Linked DNA regions of Mus musculus: region 1 is linked to region 2. Evidence: chromatin contacts called from public Hi-C data. All regions are on one chromosome and are shown on one strand. Each heading gives the region's core, a stretch centred on a gene start, on an enhancer-like site or on the middle of the called end of the contact. The rest is flanking DNA. Distances are from core to core; before and after follow the strand shown.

Evidence for each region. A called contact is a pair of places that touch in the nucleus more often than the background predicts.
Region 1: a contact with region 2 is called in a Hi-C map of the N1E-115 cell line, with 4 times the contacts expected there. The contact joins two enhancer-like sites. A contact is called at or near these places in 5 of 39 promoter capture datasets (the C10 cell line, the HPC-7 cell line, hematopoietic stem and progenitor cells and 2 more), 2 of 484 Hi-C or Micro-C datasets (the G1E-ER4 cell line and the N1E-115 cell line) and 2 of 9 other capture datasets (adipose tissue and liver).

Annotation. Positions count from the first base shown.
Region 1 is chr2:44,057,433-44,062,544 of GRCm38.p6, forward strand. All of the region lies in intron 6 of Arhgap15 (Rho GTPase activating protein 15), which reads left to right. Arhgap15os (Rho GTPase activating protein 15, opposite strand) reads right to left here. Exons shown (of 3, transcript NR_040622.1): 3 at 1,806-3,382. Among named protein-coding and RNA genes, the nearest start is that of Arhgap15os, 5.3 kb to the right of the region's middle. Within about 2 kb of position 3,454, at least 25 of the 459 cell types and tissues checked have an H3K27ac peak or open chromatin away from gene starts, as enhancers often do. A contact at or near this core is called in the N1E-115 cell line, where this site is marked.
Region 2 is chr2:43,720,458-43,725,582 of GRCm38.p6, forward strand. All of the region lies in intron 4 of Gm30374 (a long non-coding RNA gene), which reads right to left. Among named protein-coding and RNA genes, the nearest start is that of Gm30374, 6.4 kb to the right of the region's middle. Within about 2 kb of position 2,699, at least 26 of the 459 cell types and tissues checked have an H3K27ac peak or open chromatin away from gene starts, as enhancers often do. A contact at or near this core is called in the N1E-115 cell line, where this site is marked.

The DNA of each region.
Region 1 (5,112 bases), core at 2,204-4,703, 340 kb after region 2:
AAACAAAAGTGAGTCCCTAGTGGCTTGTTCCTCACACAACTTCTGAAGACTGCTGTCATTGTTTGCTAGGGTAACCCTGACTAAGACTGCTCTCCAAAGCAAACAAAGGTTTTTAACCTTTCATGACAGATGGGGGTTACAAATGCATTTTAATAAGAGAGTTACCAAAGCAGCATTTTTTTTTTTGTAATCAGCATATATTTACTTAACATCTAGCAACACTGGGAGCACAAGATAGATACGTTCTCACAAAATCACTAAATACTGTAACAAGGAACATTCTGGAAAGACACACTAAAGATCATTCACTTCTTGCTGATGTTTCATCCTTAATGTTAGCTTTGCTCTGAAAAGTTTAAAAAAAAAACAAAAACCTGTTAGGAGTTACTCAAGGAGACTGAATTTGAGATGGATAGACTTGGTTAGAGAATCCCTTCAGTGGTTACAAATGCCTTAGAGAGCCAGGAACTGATCTATAAGTATAACCACAATGACCTGCATTTGATCATCAACAGCAATGAGTATGATGCAAGATTAAAACAATGTTAATCTGAATTGTTTTTCCTTATAAGCTTTTATTGCTTCAATTTTGGGTCTTGCTATCTCATTATGACATAGTCAAAATATACATCTATATTTTATTCACTGAGGATTAAATAAAGATATGGCCAAAATTAATATCACAAAATAATTCATGTTCACTTCAAATAAATGTAGTATATTTTGACATAACTTTTTATTTCTACTTAATTTGATTCAAGTGAAATGATACCATGAAGTCCAAAGTATCTCCAAATGTAATAGTAATCACATTTCCTTCCTCTTACTTGTTCTAGAAATGCTATAGCCATATCATTTAATATGCCTTGAGGCTCCTTGGTCATTTGGCATATTTTATTATACATTTCCTATGCATAATTTCAGCATACTTAAGATGGAATATTTTCTTGGTTCTTTGTCAAATGCTAATTCTAAGCAAAATGTGAATGACATCCATTCAATTGCAGGGTCTTTTTAGTTGTTTCTATCATTTGAAATTTCTGAATGCCTCAGATTGGCCTTAAACATTTTTTTTTTCATAGCAAAGGAGTAGTTATTTACAGAAAGAAGAGAAAAAAAAAGAGATAAATATCAGGATATGGATGTTGTTAATGTTTTTAACACTCATTCTTCAACATATCAGTGAGAAAGTGAACTTGTTTGTCTAGGATCATTCTTCTACCTTCTGTAACTGAAGGGAAATCATCACGAGCCTTTTCTATAGACACATGCCGTTCTCCATTGGATAGAACTGTGTGCTTTCAACTGTTGCGCTAGAAATCAAGGTCTTTGTAATCTCTTAATTCTATCACTTGAAGTGATGCCAGTTTGATAGAATGGCATCAACATTTTTCTCATTTAAAAAATTACTTTACAGTGTAGAGAAACTGCACTGGAGATGTTTACTAAGTTCTTTAAGATCATTAAAACTGGATTCACTTTTCATGACACGTGTAGTGTCAATACCCTTAATACCCTGACCTTCAGACACAATCAACCTTTTAAAATAACCTATCAAGGCCAACAGTTATACAGAATTCCAAGATGTAAGTGAAGCCTCAGTAATCCCTCCCTCCTTGCCATGAGCATGGTCTGTGCTACTTACACTGGAACCTAGAATAAGTCATTTTCTATGGATATATATAATCATCCACATAGCCAAACAGACTGCCAGTTAAGGGTGCTTTCCCCTGTACTTCATTGAAAATTCTTCATTCCTTGTTTATAACTAGATGTAAAAACAACTACAAACATACCATAGACGTGGAATTATCAATAGCATTTATTCTGCAACTGAAAAGATGATGCTTCAGAAAAAGACTCAGGAGCAAAGTGACGCTCTTTGATTTTCACTGACTGCCCTATGCATGTTTGTGTGTTCAACTGGAAAAAAGTCAGTAATATTCATAATTAACAAATTATTAAATATAGTCTTCTTGTACATCGATGCACCCATTGGTAATTATCATATTTATTTAGCTACTATTAAATTCAAATGTGTACAATGGTTAATCTCTGTAGCCCTGAGCAATCTCAATTTTATTCTTTGTTATTTTTAATTTTCCCCACTCTGCACAATAAATGTATATCTGATAAGCATAAAGAGTGATGATTTAAAAAGAGTTCATTTCCATGCTAATAAATAAAACCACAGAATATTTTTATTACTATAAATGTCATTATATATAGTATGTTTTCATCCAAATTAAAGCCTAATACTCCCTTATTGCTGGAAGTGATACTTGAAAACATCAGAATCAACGTCAGCTAAAGGTACAAATACAACCCCTTAAAAATATAGACCATTACTGCTGAGGACGGACATTGTCAGTTAACAATATTCAATTCTCTTTTTTAAAAAAAATTGTTCCACCACAACTCCTATCTGTGGAATATAAAGGTTAAAAAAACAGCCTCTGTCTTTGGAGGGATTGCAAAGACACAGACCAATGTGCCAAGCTCATGGGAAACTGTTGTCAAATGGCTTTCAGAAAAGCCCCAAGAGTGTGTCTGCTCTGTGTACTGGTCAGTGGACTGCTTATATAATTTTTTGACATAAATCCGTTGCAGAGTGGAATTGAGATGGGTCTACCCTTCGATTGAAGCTGCTTGAGGCTTTCAAGGGGCAGTGGTGGAAATTTCCAGACACTATTGCTGTGTTCTCCCTCATCATTTACTATTTTAATGAACAAATGTTGTTTGTACACACACACATCCAAGAAATGTTGAATTCAGTTTCTCCAGACAAAAATTTAAACAAGTTGGTTACCAACAATTCTAGTGAACTTTCCAAATGCTGCTTCGCTGACCTGAAATTACTACAAGGCACGCGCGCGCGCACAACACACACACACACACACACACACACACACACACACACACACACACACACACATCATAGTGCCTGGTAGAGATGCAGGATAAGATGAAAGTGGGATGCAGAATGGAGGCCAGCAGCTTTTTCAACAACCCGTTTTGTTTTCTATAAGTTTTGTCTTCTTTGCCTTAAACTTGCATCTACCAAATAGCACACGAAGAAGGGGCACATTGCATGGTTTACCAGAAGACCCCATCTGTTTCTTATTGTGCGTCAGCATAGACGGGCATCATGTGTTATTCGATCAGAAGATTTAGTAAATGTTAACGTGTTTACTGATGTCCTCCTCCACTGCCACCACCACCACTGTCCGTGTTGAAAATTCAGTTGCTCAGTAAGCAAATATGATTCACAATCCACTTCTCAGAAATTCGAAAGAGGCACGAATACAAAAATGTAACTTGAAAGGCTGAATTAAATGCGCTTTACCGGGCAGGGATTGGAAAAGTACTTTTCTGTGTGAGTCTGGAATAGAGCAGAACAAAGTCAATTACTGGCTGTAATTAGGAAGTGGATGCATTTAAACTGTAGAGAGCAGCAGCAGTCTTCTCCACACTGCTGCCTAGGAACTCCAAAGATTACTTGGGAAAGCAGAGAGGAAGGTATGCGCAGGACGCCTCTGCTAGGGCAATTCAGAGGAGCCGCTTTCATACGTCCCCTGGTTTGAGCTTCCCTGAGTGGATTTATAAAGCACTGTTTATGGATGATTAATACAGTAATATATTTAGACAAAGAAACTTTTAAAATACAGCTTATGTTTGGCTATGTGAGCAGAAAAAGACCCATTCCGAAGTGTGCATCTAGCATCAAAACAGTCAAGGCAGTGTTGAAAACTGTTTACCACAGTTTGAATTTACTAGGGCAAGAAATGAACTATGCTGCCTCTTTTGTAAACCTTCAGAATATAGTAAATCTAATTATATTTTTTCTTTTCCTTTCAAATGGTGTTCCCTTTATAATTTTAATAGTGTTTTATTTATACTGGTATAAAGTATTATATTATGCTGTACTTTGTACTTTGTGCTTTGCAAAGTCATTTCTCTTTATGTATAATAACAACTTGTAATATGTATAAAATATTCATAATCAAAACATTTAAATTTAGAATTAAGGTAAAAGTTGAGAACACTACTGGATTTCGTGTGTTAGTTACAAGCGACCTCGTGTTTTTAGGTTTTAACTTCTGAGTCAATACTTTAAAAAGTAAATATTTGAGATTTTTATATAAGTAAGGAGCATTGAAATGGCATTTAGGTAATTAGAAAAATATTATCCTGGCTTTCTTCATGGGCAAATGGCTATTTTTAGCCATTCCAAACTTTACATGCCATTTGAGTTCAAAAGAATGCGAGAAAAAGAGTAATGGCTCGAGTGATCTGGCAGATTTCAGGATGGGTAATTAATTCTACTACTCGCTAGCTTTTCCTTTCTTTTTTTTTATTGGATATTTTATTTATTTACATTTCAAATGTTATCCCCTTTCCCAATTTCCCCTCCGGAAGCCCCCTATCCCATCCTCCCTCCCCCTGTTTCTCTGAGGGTGCTCCCCCACCCACCCACTCCTGCCTCCCCAACCTGGCATTCCCCTACATTGGGGCATCGAGCTTTCCCAGGACCAAGGGCCTCTTCTCCTATTGATGTCCGACAAGGCTACATATGTGGCTGGAGCCATAGGTCCCTCCATGTATACTCTTCGGTTAGCTTTTCCCTTCTTAAAATGTGGCCGCTTCTCTCTTTACTGAAGAAGGAACCAGAATGGCCACTGGAACTCCTGTCCCCTAAGAATGTGTGCTTGGCAGTCCTGAGTCGTATTGCATCTCTCTAAAGATTTCTGAAAATAAATAATAAATACATATATGTGAATGTATGTATGCAAACAGATTTTTTTAAAAATCCCAAGATAAACATCAGAAATTTCTGGAACAAAATGTCAGTCTATGTGAGTTCATATAGCATTGATAGTAAATCTAGAGACTATAGGTCATTCACTGTGTTAAACATTTTGTAACATCTTAAAACATATTTATCTTATATATAGTTTGGGTTACAATGTTGAGGTGAGTCAATATAACTGTAGAATTTATACTGATAAATATTAATATATACTGTGTTGCTATTTATTTGTCATTGTTACTGATCCAAGAGTGTCAAAATCTTTAGAACAAATAGCCAACACATGAGCATATACTGTATTA
Region 2 (5,125 bases), core at 1,449-3,948:
AACATTTGGCCTGGGCGGTAGCTTAGCATCATAATGCTTGCCTAGTGTGCACAAGGCCCTGGCTCACTCCCCAGCACTGCAAAAAAAAAAAAAAAAATGCGATCTCAGTATCATGTAATAACAATTCATTCTTTCATCAGTAGAGAACCTCAGATTTCTTTCTTCTCTGACCTTTGTATCAAGCTGAGAACATGATCACACGCTCCAAGGTGTACAAGCTCGCCTTTGCATCCAGTTTCAGTGAATGACTCAAATGCTAAAAGCAAAACAGATCTGCCATTGGAAACTTCATAAATACATCCAGTGTATTTGCTGCTGACAGATTGAGGCCTGAAAGCACTTCCATTTCTTGAATATTAAACCATCTTTCTTCTGGCAATGCTATTAGGGGTTCAGGACCACATGGCAAAGAAGATTGCGATGCAAAGGAGCTAGACTCTAGAATAAGTGAAAAGGAGAAAGGCACTCAGGTTCTACAGAACGGCACGGGTATGAGGACAGAGTTCTAACAAGGTACAGTAGACACAGTGACTATGAAGCACCCTCCAGTGACAGGGTGGTCTCCAGCCACTTATAAGTGCACACAGATGAGGTCAAGCCAGGGGATTTCTTTCCAAGTTTCTCAATAAAGGAAGGGTAGTAAAATTAGCTTATGACCCAATACTAGAGCATTAGTCAGTATTTCTATAAAGCATCATACCTCAGTGTGAAGGAAGATTCTCAGAGCTTGGGGGACGGGGGAGGTTGGCTGTCTCTCTAATCCATGGGTGCTCAGTCTATCATTTTCAAATGCAGTCTCGTGTTTAATTCCATTCTGACTTCTGGCTTAAGTTAAGGAGAGATTTGTTTGGTACATCTTCATTTTCTGGTTGAATTTGCTCCATTCACCAAGCTAATGGATTCCAGGGTTCTTGTTTCCACTTCCTGGTACTCAACTTTTGATTTGCCAGTGTCTCTTTGCTAAGCTTCTCTCTGTAAAAGGGAACACCCTCTGTCCTAAGTTGAGCACTGGCAGGAACTGATGGGGCCAGAAAACAGCTGAAGAAGACCTTGGCAAAAATATATCAAAATGTTTTGGCCTTTCTGTGCCTGGATGCCTGGATGGATAAGAGGCCATCACAGACCTGGAAAAATAAATGCTTCATGCCCCCCCCCCCCCCCCCCACACACACTTATTTTCCAAATCCACTGCAATATTTTCAGAACCCTGGACAAAAGACAAAGTAAAATCACTCAAACTGTGTTATTAATCAAAAGTTTCCAAACAAACTATGAACCCCAGCACAATTCTATTTGTTCACATAGCAACTCCTCTCCGCAGGACCTGGGTCACCTCATTGAAACATCGGTTCCTTCCGCAGCTTGGAGTGCAGGTGACCCTGGCTCTGTTATTGCTGTTCGGTTTCCATTTTGCTTTCTGTGACACAGTTCAAGATCTCCAATACTTCACCAAACCTACCCTGGGGGAAAAAATATCTCTCTTGAAGGGAACACACCCCTGGCAGCGTGCCTGCTCTGGATGGCCCCGTGGCTAGATGGATGGAGGGGTGATTTAAATGAAATCTCAAGCAGACACACGGATTCTTGGGGAGTAAATGTCCAAATATCCAGTTCTTGAAAGTGCCCACAGAGGCAAAAAGCCACAAAGGCCATGTCCCAAACAAACCACTGTTATGTTTTGTTTTTTTGTTTTTGTTTTTGTTTTGTTTTGTGTTTTTTATCAAGTCCCATCTATTAAGTCGCAATCCTCTCCCAATAGCCCATAAGATTAGGGTTGGTGACTTAACCCTCTTGCTCCCAATCCTTCCGCACAACCACATCCCTGAACGTCACAGCACTAAGGAGCAAGTATTGACCATAACTGGGGACAACTTCAAAGCCATTGAGAGATGGCACTGATCTTACACAAGAGTTAATGGAATTACACACGGAAACATTGGCAGACAAACAACACACATGTCCATCCATGGTCACTAATTCGTCTTAAAGCTTGAAAGCTAGTAATAGTAGTAGTAGTAGTAGTAGCAGTAGTAGTAGTAATTTATCCTGGTAACATTTGCTTAACCTGTGATCACTCAACTTAAACTCCCCTTAATTTCGGGACAGTATGATGCAAGAAGAGTGACTTCAAAAGATCATGGTCTTGTGTGTGTCCCGTCCATGAGTCTGGAGAATGGTCAGCTGCTGGTACTACCTGCTCACCTACACTGTTGATTAGGCTTAGCTGCTGCGTAAGGGCAATATCTACCTGTGCTTTTCCCAGGCAAACATCACCATATTTGGCCAATCTAGCCGAGCTAGGATAGCCAATAATCTACGGGGCCACATGACTGAGGCTTTTGAGAACTGCTGCCTCAACGTAGGACATTCTAGTTAGTTAAAACCCCAGAGAGGTCCCATCATTAGTATTTACGCTGATTCTTGTAATGGCCACAAGGTGGCGCCAAATCACAAAGAAAACTGACTGGAGCATGGCTGTTCTGGTGGATTTGCATATTTCGCTGCTGGGACATTTCTTTAGTCTCCCGATAGGCATCATTCCTCGATTTCCCAGATGCATTAACGTTTGCATCCGATCTTTCTTATCTTTGAAGGATTTTGTTCTAGAAATCAAGAAATCAATGAAACAGAGGGAGGGTTCGGAGACTGCAGATAATCTATAAAGCCATACAGTTAAGTCTAAGAGATGAGAGCAGACAGAGCTTGGAGTTAGGGGGACAGAAGGCCTGCACTGTGGCGGCACCTCCCTGCAGCTCCCTGTTCTGAAGAACTCTGGTATGACTTCACGTGTTCGTCTTTCTCACCACTGGATATCAGCTCTGTAGTCTCAAGTGTAACTCTGGGGCTACGTCCCTGAAGTATTAGGTGGCACCGTGAAGGTACCTGCAACTTATGCACTAGAAGGGCTTGTCAACATAGATTGGCACACACTACTGTTAACAATGAAGATCTAGTGACTGGAACAGCCTTGAGCCACACCCCCTTCCAATGAAGCACTTGGCTTCACTTCCACAAGCTGTGTGTGTGTGACTTCGTGCACACATATCGATACACCTACATGTCTATATGAATAGATTTGCATACACTAGACAAGCAGAGTTAGGTTCTCATTAATTATGCACGTTTTGGTTGCCTGTGGTTGACAATAGATTTTTTTTGTAATATTTGTGGATTTTCTGATCTGTAGCATAAAACAATTACATTATTTAAGAGGAATGTAAGCTCATTAATGCATCAGGAAGGTTAAATCTTACCTAATCTTTTATTCTGGGCACTCCCAGACAATGACCTCATCATTATCCCATCTTCTTATATAACAAGATCTGTGTTTTCTTTTGAGCTTTTCGATGGGCCCATCTAGAAGTGTCACATGTTAGGGCTCCAAAGACAAAAGCAAAATTGTCACTGTGGGACATTTGAAAAAGTTTTTTGGCTTATGTGCCTGGTATTTGGTGAGGGGCTCATACATGAAAGCAGGAAGCATGGCAACCATTTTGAGACCACGAGGGACAAGATGACAGGTTCCTAGCTAACTAAATCTTTGCAATTCTGAGTCCCAAAGTTCACTCTGTCAATGTTTGCCATAGCCCAAGTTTATATTTCTCTTTACACACACACACACACACACACACACACACACACACACACACACACAACCTTGCACATATGTCAAATCCCCTGGTACTTTGGATTTTCTTTTGTACAAGACATAGAATCCTACCTTCATTAGATAATAGCTGGAGCAGCCTCGCATGCTTTCCTTGAACTTGTCTACAAGTCTGTCTACACTTGGCACCCACTAAATATCACTGAAGCAATCTGGGCTGCTATTCTTCAATGTTCTCTGTTCTTTTAAAATTGAGCTTTAAATCATTATTTCGTTTGGACAACTCAAAACCGGAACTGAGCTATATACTTCACATGGGCTCAAAGGGGCTGCGGACACACTGTAACAGCAGACTGAAAAGGTGAAATAAAGAGAGAGAAAAATGAATGAAGTGATATAGACCATGGAAAGAAGAGGTAAAGAAGATGAGGAAGTAGAAGAGGAAGAGGAGGAGGAGAAGAAAGAAGAGAAGGAGGAGGAAGAGGAAGAGAAAAAGAAAAAAGAGGAGAAAGAGGAGGAGGAGGGAAAAGAGGAAGAGGAGGAGAAGGGAGAGGAGGAGGAGAAGGAAAAGGAGGAGTATAAGGGAGAGGAGGAGAAGGAGAAGGGAGAAGAGGAGGAAGAAGAAGAGGAGGAGGAGGAGGAGGAGGAGGAGGAGGAGGAGGAGGAGACAGCCTGAGATTCACACAGTGAATAAGGGGGTGAATGGGGAGAGTCATTATCAGTGCAGGCTCTGGACACTGGACAGGAGAAATGCAGAGTACAGAGGTATGGAGCAGCTGAGGGAACCCCTGTGTGTGTGCCGGCCTCCAGAGGGCAAATAAAAGCCACCGATTACAAAGATAGAAGCTCAGATAAAGTATGGCTTGACAGGTGGCAAGTTCTCAAGGAATATTTGCTGAAAGCAAATGATAGGATCACTGTGAAATAATCCTGTCAGTCTAATTAATCTCTGATAAGGAGGATGGGAGGGAGAATTGAAAACACCACACACAAGAGCAGCTTGCCTTTTATACGTCATCTGTAACTGTTTACTGATGACACCCTTCTTATAAAATACACTGCAATGCCGTGGCCACCCTGGAACACCTAGGTGGAGATTCTGATGGAGTCCAGAACCCTGTAGTGTTTTTAGAGTTAGTTTTCCTTTCGTATTTTTAATGTGTGTGGTACAATGTTACAAATATCTGATTCCTTACGGGGGGCTGAAAGGAAGGAGAGTAATGGGTGTCACAACAGAAGTGACTCCTGCGGTTGTCTAAACTGACCTCCCTGTGTGGTCCCACCTGTAACTACCTGAGGGTTTTTAATATAATTTATCAGGAAAGGCAGGCATGCTAGAGTGGGGAAGAGCCAAGTTTCTTCCCTATAGCTGTACCCAGTGATATTTCATTAGGACGCTCATAGAATAAATGTTTCCAACTATGAGAATAAGATATTTGAAGTTAAGCATCTAGAAAATCTTTGATCCAGTATGAAATTATTGTCAGCACATCAGCTTTATGAATGTCTTTATTCCCA